Linked DNA regions of Gossypium hirsutum: regions 1 and 3 are each linked to region 2. Evidence: chromatin contacts called from public Hi-C data. All regions are on one chromosome and are shown on one strand. The core of a region is the stretch at or near the end of the contact, and the rest is flanking DNA. Distances in the headings are between cores, read along the strand shown.

The links. A called contact is a pair of places that touch in the nucleus more often than the background predicts.
Region 1: a Hi-C map of leaf shows a contact between it and region 2, with 1.7 times the contacts expected there. The contact joins the promoter of LOC107912811 here to the promoter of LOC107912801 in region 2. A contact is called at or near these places in 2 of 34 Hi-C or Micro-C datasets (callus and leaf).
Region 3: a Hi-C map of callus shows a contact between it and region 2, with 2.7 times the contacts expected there. The contact joins the promoter of LOC107911032 here to the promoter of LOC107912801 in region 2. A contact is called at or near these places in 2 of 34 Hi-C or Micro-C datasets (callus and leaf).

The regions. Positions count from the first base shown.
Region 1 is chrD11:20,684,386-20,687,133 of Gossypium_hirsutum_v2.1, reverse strand. LOC107912811 (calcium-dependent protein kinase 28) reads left to right here and starts at 1,351. Exons shown (of 12, transcript XM_016841150.2): 1 at 1,351-1,953; 2 at 2,563-2,693. The coding sequence starts at 1,576.
Region 2 is chrD11:20,854,473-20,857,229 of Gossypium_hirsutum_v2.1, reverse strand. LOC107912801 (AAA-ATPase At3g50940) reads right to left here and starts at 1,502. Exons shown (of 3, transcript XM_016841137.2): 1 at 500-1,502; 2 at 86-427. The coding sequence starts at 1,423.
Region 3 is chrD11:20,996,377-20,999,309 of Gossypium_hirsutum_v2.1, reverse strand. LOC107911032 (GDP-mannose 4,6 dehydratase 1) reads right to left here and starts at 1,554. Exons shown (of 1, transcript XM_016838931.2): 1 at 83-1,554. The coding sequence starts at 1,390. The coding sequence ends at 269.

The sequences.
Region 1 (2,748 bases), core at 102-2,601, 170 kb after region 2:
AAGTGTAGTTTACCCTAAGAATTATTAACGGTAAAAGCCAAGGTTATTAAAATATTAGTAAATTTATGTTTCAATCGTCCAACTTCAAAAAGTTACAAAATGGTCACTAAACTATTTGAAAGTTTTCGTTTAAGTCATTAGGCTGTTAAAAAATAATTTTTAAAAAACAAAATTCCTATTACTTTTTAGTTAAAAAAAATTTTATATTTTGAAAATCATATATTCAATTAAGTAAATATTATAATAGTATAATTTTTCATTTTAAATATTTCTTGCTTAAAATATTTTTTTAAAAAATAAAACACTTAGCATTAGTGTGTAAAAAATGTTTGAAATTGTATAATTAAACACATATTTGTCACTTAAAAAGTAAAATGTTAATTATTAATTAATTTGAATAAAATTATTTTACCTATAGTTTATATCTTATTAGCATAATTTTAATTTTTACATATACTATAAGATTGACCTATGTTTAGAAATTATGTATATATATATCTCATATACATATAATAATTTAAGATATTACTTTTATCAAATAAAATATTAAATCACAAAATATATATAAAAATTAAAAAATGATTTAAATTTATTTATGATATAATCATAAAATTATAAAAATAAATTTTTATATATTTGTGTTTATAGTGCACAGTCTGAGAAAACTAGTTTATTAATTATATTTAACTTTTAATTCAAAAAGATCTAACAATAATATTAAAATTATTAAATAAAAAGATTCAAAATGAGATTTACTGTTATTAAATTCATTTTTGGGGTAGAATAAGGAGTAAAAAGTAATTCTACCATTATATCAAATTAAAAACTTACAATTTCTGGAGGATGGGAATTGGGAGATTGTTGGTCTACCTACCAAACAAAACTTGAATTAATTGTCTTAAAAGTTGTTATTTAAGAAATTTGTATAAAGATTTAGTGCAAGACATTATTTTCTTTTGAAGTTACCAATACATAGGTTTATAATTAAAATTAATTAGTTTAAAACACCATAAAAAAGTATAAAATACATCCAAACCATATAATAAAACCTCATATAGGATCATAATTGAGCTACTAAAAACAGCTTAGTTAGGTGAGGGAAATAAACACACAGAAGAGGAAAATCTCACTGCATTTTTCTTATTTTGGAGTTAACTATAAATCTCTATTTTTTCTTTTATTATTTGAATTTAACGATTAAAATTTCATTAAATCAAATTATTAAGTTCTTGAGATTAACATTTTCTAATATATAAAGACTTGAGAGACTGAAAGCACAATTAGACCAATGTAGTGTCGTTATTTGGTCATAACATAAAATAATAAAATAAAAGCGCTTTTGACTATGGGCATGGCCTTGGCAGGCAGCACCTACACCACCATCTCCTTCTTACCTTCTTCCTACCTTGTTTCCTCTCTCATTGCCATTATCTTTGTTTTGGGGGCTTTTAATCATTTACCCTTTTACTATTTATTTATTTTCTTCTCTCTTCTTTTCCTATGGGATTCTATCTCTACAACTCATTCCTTTAGCATACCTTCTTCTTCTTCTTCTTCTTCTTTGTTAACAACATCATGGGAGCCTGTCTCTCCACCACCAAAGTTATTGGCTCAAGCAGCAACGCCGCCGCCCACCACCGCAAACATCAACCCTCTGCCACCACTGTAACGGTCAATGAGAAGAAAGAGTCTCGAAAGCCAAATAATCAACAGGGTCAGCGGCAGCAGGTGAGGAGTTCTCAGCCTTTAAAGGTCAAAGGGAAGCCAAGTTCGACCAGACAAACCGGGATCATACCCTGCGGGAAGCGTACTGATTTTGGGTATCATAAAGATTTTGATCAGCGATACACCATTGGGAAATTGTTGGGACATGGACAATTTGGTTACACCTATGTTGCCATCGACAAGGCAAATGGGGATCGTGTTGCTGTTAAGAAAATTGATAAAAATAAGGTATTCTTTTTTAATGTTTTTGTCATCCTTTGCTTGTTTCTGCTTCTGGCTTCTTGGGATTATTTTGATTCACTTTTTCCTTTTGGCTATATCCGTAGTCTATTATATTCAAGGTGGGATTTTTTTTTCTTCTACTTTGGGTTCCTTAATGGTTATGGGAGTGTTTCCCTTCTCTGATTTGTAACCCAGTGTGGAGAGTTTGTTCTTTTCCCCTTCTGATTGGTCTCAATTAGAAACACCATCGACTTGAGTGTGGTAAAATTAGGTGGGTTATCTGCAATAACCTCGTCGAGCTATGAGGATTTTGAATCCTTTCTTCTTCGGCTTGATAATCTTATTACTGTTTTAAGATCTTGGTATGACAATCTTGTAATAGCCATCTTGTTATAGCAAGTTTACAGCAATTGATTTAACTGTCATGATAGTTGAGCTAAAAGACAGTAGTTGCATCTGAAATCTAATATATCTTGCTGTTTGAACTGACAGTGTATTCAATAGAAGCATCGTAGAGATATTGAATGGAAGATGATGTATTTTTCACTCAATTAACTACTCAAAATTTGGTAGTTCTAATATCTCTTTTGCTTTTTCTTATGTGGTGGGGTGCAGATGGTTCTTCCAATGGCTGTTGAGGATGTCAAGCGAGAGGTTAAAATATTGGAAGCCTTGAAAGGGCATGAGAATGTGGTTCAGTTTTATAATGCGTTTGAGGATGATTCTTATGTATACATTGTTATGGAGTAAGTTTTATGAATATCGTCTTCTTCTATAGCTGTTCTTTGAGTTCTCATTTTC
Region 2 (2,757 bases), core at 253-2,752:
CTTTCTTGTTTTTCCTGCATTGCCCCTACCCCTCTTTTTCTGGCAGTTTAATACATCAACATGAATTGGTTGGAGATTAAATTACCTTGCTTTCCAGGAGCTCAATAAGGCCCTCCAGACAAGTTTTGGGATCTTTGGACTTCATTAGTTCACCGGCAACTTCAGCTGGGGAAACATTGATCTCTTCTATAATCTTTTCTATACGAGAGAAGAGATTGTGGTTCGAAATGCCGAGATAGTTGGCCGCGAGTTGCTTGAAGGTAGAGGCGGTGCTGTAAGACAAGCATATGTGCTTGTCCATGCGACCGGCTCGCAACAGCGCAGGATCGATTTTATCCTTGTAGTTGGTGGTGAAAACAATGATCCTCTCGTCTCCGCAGCATGACAATAGGCCGTCGATGGCGTTCAGAAGTCCAGAAAGTGTCACCTGATGACATGACAATAACACAAGTTAACACCCTTCATATGGTCATATTCAAGATTCAAGTTGATGAATTACCTGGACATGCGGATAACTCGCGGTTGTGTCCCCTGCATCTCTGTTCTGTAATTTGACTGTACAATCAATATCTTCAATCACAAGAATGGAACGATTCGACACATGAAGCAACAAGTACTCAAGAGAGGAGTCCGAGTTGACTGCTGATAAGTTCAAGTTGTAAATATCAAAGTTGAGATGATTTGCCATGGCTGCAATCAAACTTGATTTGCCTGTTCCAGGGGGACCATATAGCAAGTAACCACGCTTCCACACTTTCCCAATTTTCTTATAGTACTCCTTGCCATTAATAAAGCTGTCAAGATCCTCCATAATAGTCTTTTTGAGGTCACCATCCAAGGCTAATGTATCAAATGTCATAGGATGGTCTAGATTGACAGCACTTGAGCTCCACCTTTCACGCCTCACAGTGTGAAACTTCACCATCCGATTCCGGTCTTTCAGTTTCTTGGCCGTGTTGATGATGTGAGGAATATACTTGCTCTTTACCATCTCAACATGATTCTTCTGAAAACTAAGCTCGTACCACCTCGATTCAGATTTTTGTTGATTATTAGTATTCGTGTTGACATCAGCGTTGTACTTCCACTTCAAGGGAACACCATGGAATATATCCACGATCTCCGAGTGCCTATCCAGGCCGAACGTGAACTTCCTTACTTTCTCGCTCTTGCCTACGGTGAGCCGCTTCGGGGAACCTTCGGCAGCTGAAGCAGACAGTACATGGCTGCCAAGGTATTCCATGGTAGCCTGGAAAATATGGTTCCTTGATCCATCATGTGATTCTTCGATAACCAAGGTGAATTCCGATGAGAAACGGCGGATGAAACTCCACAAATAGTCTCTTATTTCCTTGGGGACGAAGTCGTTGAATGTGATGCGGATAATAGTGAAAGTAGCCAAAATTGACAGTGTCGATGCCATAGCAACTTTTTAGCCTCTTGATTTCCTCTCATTGGTAGCAACTCTTTTCTTTTAATCCATTTTATAGTGAAGTAAAACCAGAAAAGGGCTCTTATTTTTAATTCAACCACTGCTTTTCTGGTTTATGACAAAGAAATTTCCTTGTCAAATTTGAACACTTAAAGTTCTAAGAAAAGGACATAATGATCGTACATTTCCCATGTATTTGAAACTCTATCCACGCAATAATACATAGGATGTAAGCCCCCATCCACACAAGAGCCACGCTTCGAGCTTGTAAACTAGTTAATCATGAGATATATGTCATCGAGGTTCATTTATTCTCATAAGAATAAAGTATATTTGGTGATCAATCATTTAATTTTTTAGACAATACCCACCACAAAATTATTGGGTGACACAGATAGCATGATTTTGGCAAAAAATAACGGAGGTAGCTGTTAAAGTCAGTGGACTGCAATGTCTTGGAAACTCATGCTTGGAAATTTAATGGACAAATAATAGACCAGCTGCCTTTTCTCTGTAATTTCTGTGTTACAGTGTCTCCATTTTCAGTTGAAAGCTCAAGTCTTGTCCTTTGGGGATGAATGAAAGGATGTTACTTAAAACTCATGGATACTCTCAGATTGTACATCAATATATAATTAATAATATCGACTTGACTCCCAGTGTAGCAATTAAACAATGAATATGAACCTGTTTGTTTTTGGAATTAAATAATATGGTTTCAAAAATAAATTAAAGGATGCCACTATCATGCCTATAAGACATGAAAAGAGGCAAACTTGTACTCAGAGCATTTAAAAAACACAAACTATCTACTTATGTATAAATTAAGGTAAACTATCTATTTATTCACTCAAATTTTAGGTCACTTTTATTTTTGTCACAAGATATGAAATCCTTGCAATTTTGTCTTTTAATTTTTAAGGCGCTTTCATTTTAGTAATCAAAACGTTAAATTCTAACTACGGTTAACTATATCCGCCGCATCATGTTTACACTTTCATTTAGTTCACCTAAAAAAATTATTTTTTAAGTTTTGATTAGAGTGAAAAATTAAAAGATTAAAGTAGAAAAAGATAGAAACTAAAATAATTAATTAAAATTTTATCAAATTATACTTGTTTACCCTCTGCCAAAGGTTCTAAATTTCTTTTTTTTTTAATATTAAAATTTTAAAAAATCAATTTTTTATCTCTTGATAGTGTTTGTTACTATAATATTAAAATTAATTCAATTAATTAATTTAATCCCCCTCTAAAATTTTAAATTTTATTTTATGTTTCTAAATTAAAATCAATTAAAATGACTCATTTTTAATAATTGTCTAC
Region 3 (2,933 bases), core at 305-2,804, 140 kb before region 2:
GATCTTGTACATGCATCATACATTCAAAACTCAAGTGATGGGATCTAGATTCATTTCCAGAATTCTCATGGCATAATCAAACTTAACAGCAAATTTCAGGCTATCCTTGATCAAAATGAAAATATTTCAGAGTAACATCATTATGAAGGAACTTCTAGGAAATAAATGGATACATAAAACTTAAATTAAATTAAACATTTAAATAAATACCCTCTTCTTAAACACCAACTATATCATCAAAGAAGAAAATTTTGGATGGCACAGTAAATTAAGGCTGTTGTTGGGCATCCATATAACCAGCATCGACCAGTACTTTCTCCCTCTTAGCCAACTCGATATCTTCATCAACCATCATCTTCACCAATTGCTCAAACCCAACTTTGGGTTTCCACCCAAGAACCTTCCTTGCCTTACTTGAATCACCTTTCAGGTTATCCACCTCGGCAGGCCTAAAATACCTCTTATCAATCACAACATGATCTTTCCAGTTCAACCCAACATACCCAAATGCCACTTGCAAAAACTCCTCCACCGTATGCGATTCCTCCGTCGCCACCACGTAATCGTCCGGCTTCTCTTGTTGCAGCATCATCCACATAGCTTCCACGTAATCCCCGGCAAAACCCCAATCCCTCGAAGCTTGAAGGTTCCCCAAAAACAACTTGTTTTGCAACCCAATCTTGATCCTCCCAACGGCCCGGGTGATTTTCCGGGTCACGAAATTCTCTCCTCTCCTCGGGGACTCGTGGTTAAAAAGAATCCCATTGCATGCGAAAAGCCCGTAAGCTTCCCTGTAATTCACAGTGTACCAATGCGCGGCGCATTTGGAAGCTGCGTATGGAGATCTGGGGTGAAACGGGGTGTGTTCAGATTGCGGAGGAGGGGTGGATCCGAACATTTCGGACGATCCAGCTTGGTAGTACTTGATATGGGTCCGACCCGTGGCGGCGATGTGGGACCTAACGGCTTCCAACAAGCGAAGAGCTCCCGTAGCCACCACGTCAGCTGTATAATCAGGGATCTCAAAAGAGACGGCCACGTGAGATTGAGCCGCCAGATTGTAAACCTCATCGGGTCGAATAGTATCGAGCCAGCGACGAAGCGAGGAAGCGTCGGTGAGGTCAGCGTAATGGAGCTTCATCCGAGCCTTGTGGGCGTTATGTGGATCAATGTAGATGTGGTTGATACGCTGCGTATTGAAGTTGGAAGAGCGGCGGATCAAGCCATGGACTTCATAGCCTTTGTTGAGGAGGAATTCGGTCAGGTAGGAACCATCTTGACCGGTGATGCCAGTGATCAACGCGATCTTGCGGTCAGGAGCCGCGTCGCCGTTGACAGTATGAGATCCGGATCCAGATCCGACCCTGGAACTGTTATTCTCGGTTGCCATTTCAGAGCTCGAACCTGAGGGGAAAAAGCTTTGACGGTGAAATTTCAATTTTTGAGATGAAAAGAAAAAGTGGAAGAAGCGCTTTGTGGTGCGTTTAAGCAATTGGTTGTTTATAAGAGTCGGGTGAGTCTGTGTAGGGAGGGGGACAACGGAGGATTAAATGGTCAATGAAGAAGGCATTAATATTCTGTGAACTTACAAATTTGTCCCTGAGAAGTTAAATGCGCGGTGCAATTTGATTGGTTGGGTTTGTCTAATTGTCTGCCTGGTATTGGTTGATCACCAGAGCGGACTCTTTCCTAATTCAACAATTTTATTTTATGGACTTTTGAACGTAACACAACCGATGATGATGGAGGTCATGATTACTATAAAATGCTTAAATTTAGATTTTTATGTATGATTTAAAATATATTTTGATGATTAAATTTTACAATTTTATTAATAATATTATTGATTTATTATATTTTAATCAATAAATTATTAATCATCGTTAATGATGTAACAAAAGTTTAACATGGTATATTATATCATTATTTTAGACGAAAGTTTTAAGTTAATTTGTACAATTAATCTTTACTTTTGACTTAAGGATATAAAAAGTTTTTATTTTTTTTAAAGTAATTAAATCACTATTTTTTTTACATTCAATTAAAATATACAAAAAAGATGTCTTTTGACGGTTAACTTTAATGGTTAATAAGATTATTAAAGTTAATTGCCTTTAATTTTTTTCAGTTAAAGTCACATTGTATCAAAACCATGGCAAAATATGTAACAAAAAAATAAAAAAAATCAATAAAATTTATAAAAATTATTAAATTTTAATAAAAATATAAAAAAATTAAATCTTATTAAAAATTAGAAATAAATTATAAATATAATAAAAAATTGTAAACTTTTATAAAAATCATAAAAAAATTATAAAATACATTAAAAAGGTCATTTAACCATTAACTTTAATCGTTAATAGTTAAAGTTAACATCTCCCATTTTTTTATTTAAAGTTAAAGAAAAATTATAAAATACTTCTTATGGTACGATAATAAAAATTATAAAAATTATCGTACCAAAAGAAGTATTTTATAATTTTTATAATTTTTTACGAATTTTATATTTTTTTATATTTTTTTATAATTTTCTTACGACTTTATAAAATCTTATAACTTTTTCTATATTTCTATATATTTTATATTTTTTACAATTTTTATAATTTTTTTCTAATTTTAATAAAATTTAAATATTTTTTTATAGTTTTATTAAAATTTAATCATTTTTATAAATTTTTTATTGATTTTTTTACCACATGTAATACCATGGTTGTGACACATGATTACTTTAACTGAAAAAAACTAGAGGCAGATAACTTTAACGGTCAACTGTTAAAATTAACGATCAAATGACATTTTTTTATGCATTTTGGTAATTCAAGTGCCCAATTGAGTGAAAAAAAGGAGCTTAATTGTTTTTTCTAAAAAAAAGTTTGAAGAATTTTTTGGTGCATTTTGAAAGTTCAAGTACTCAATTGAGTCCAAAAAAAAGC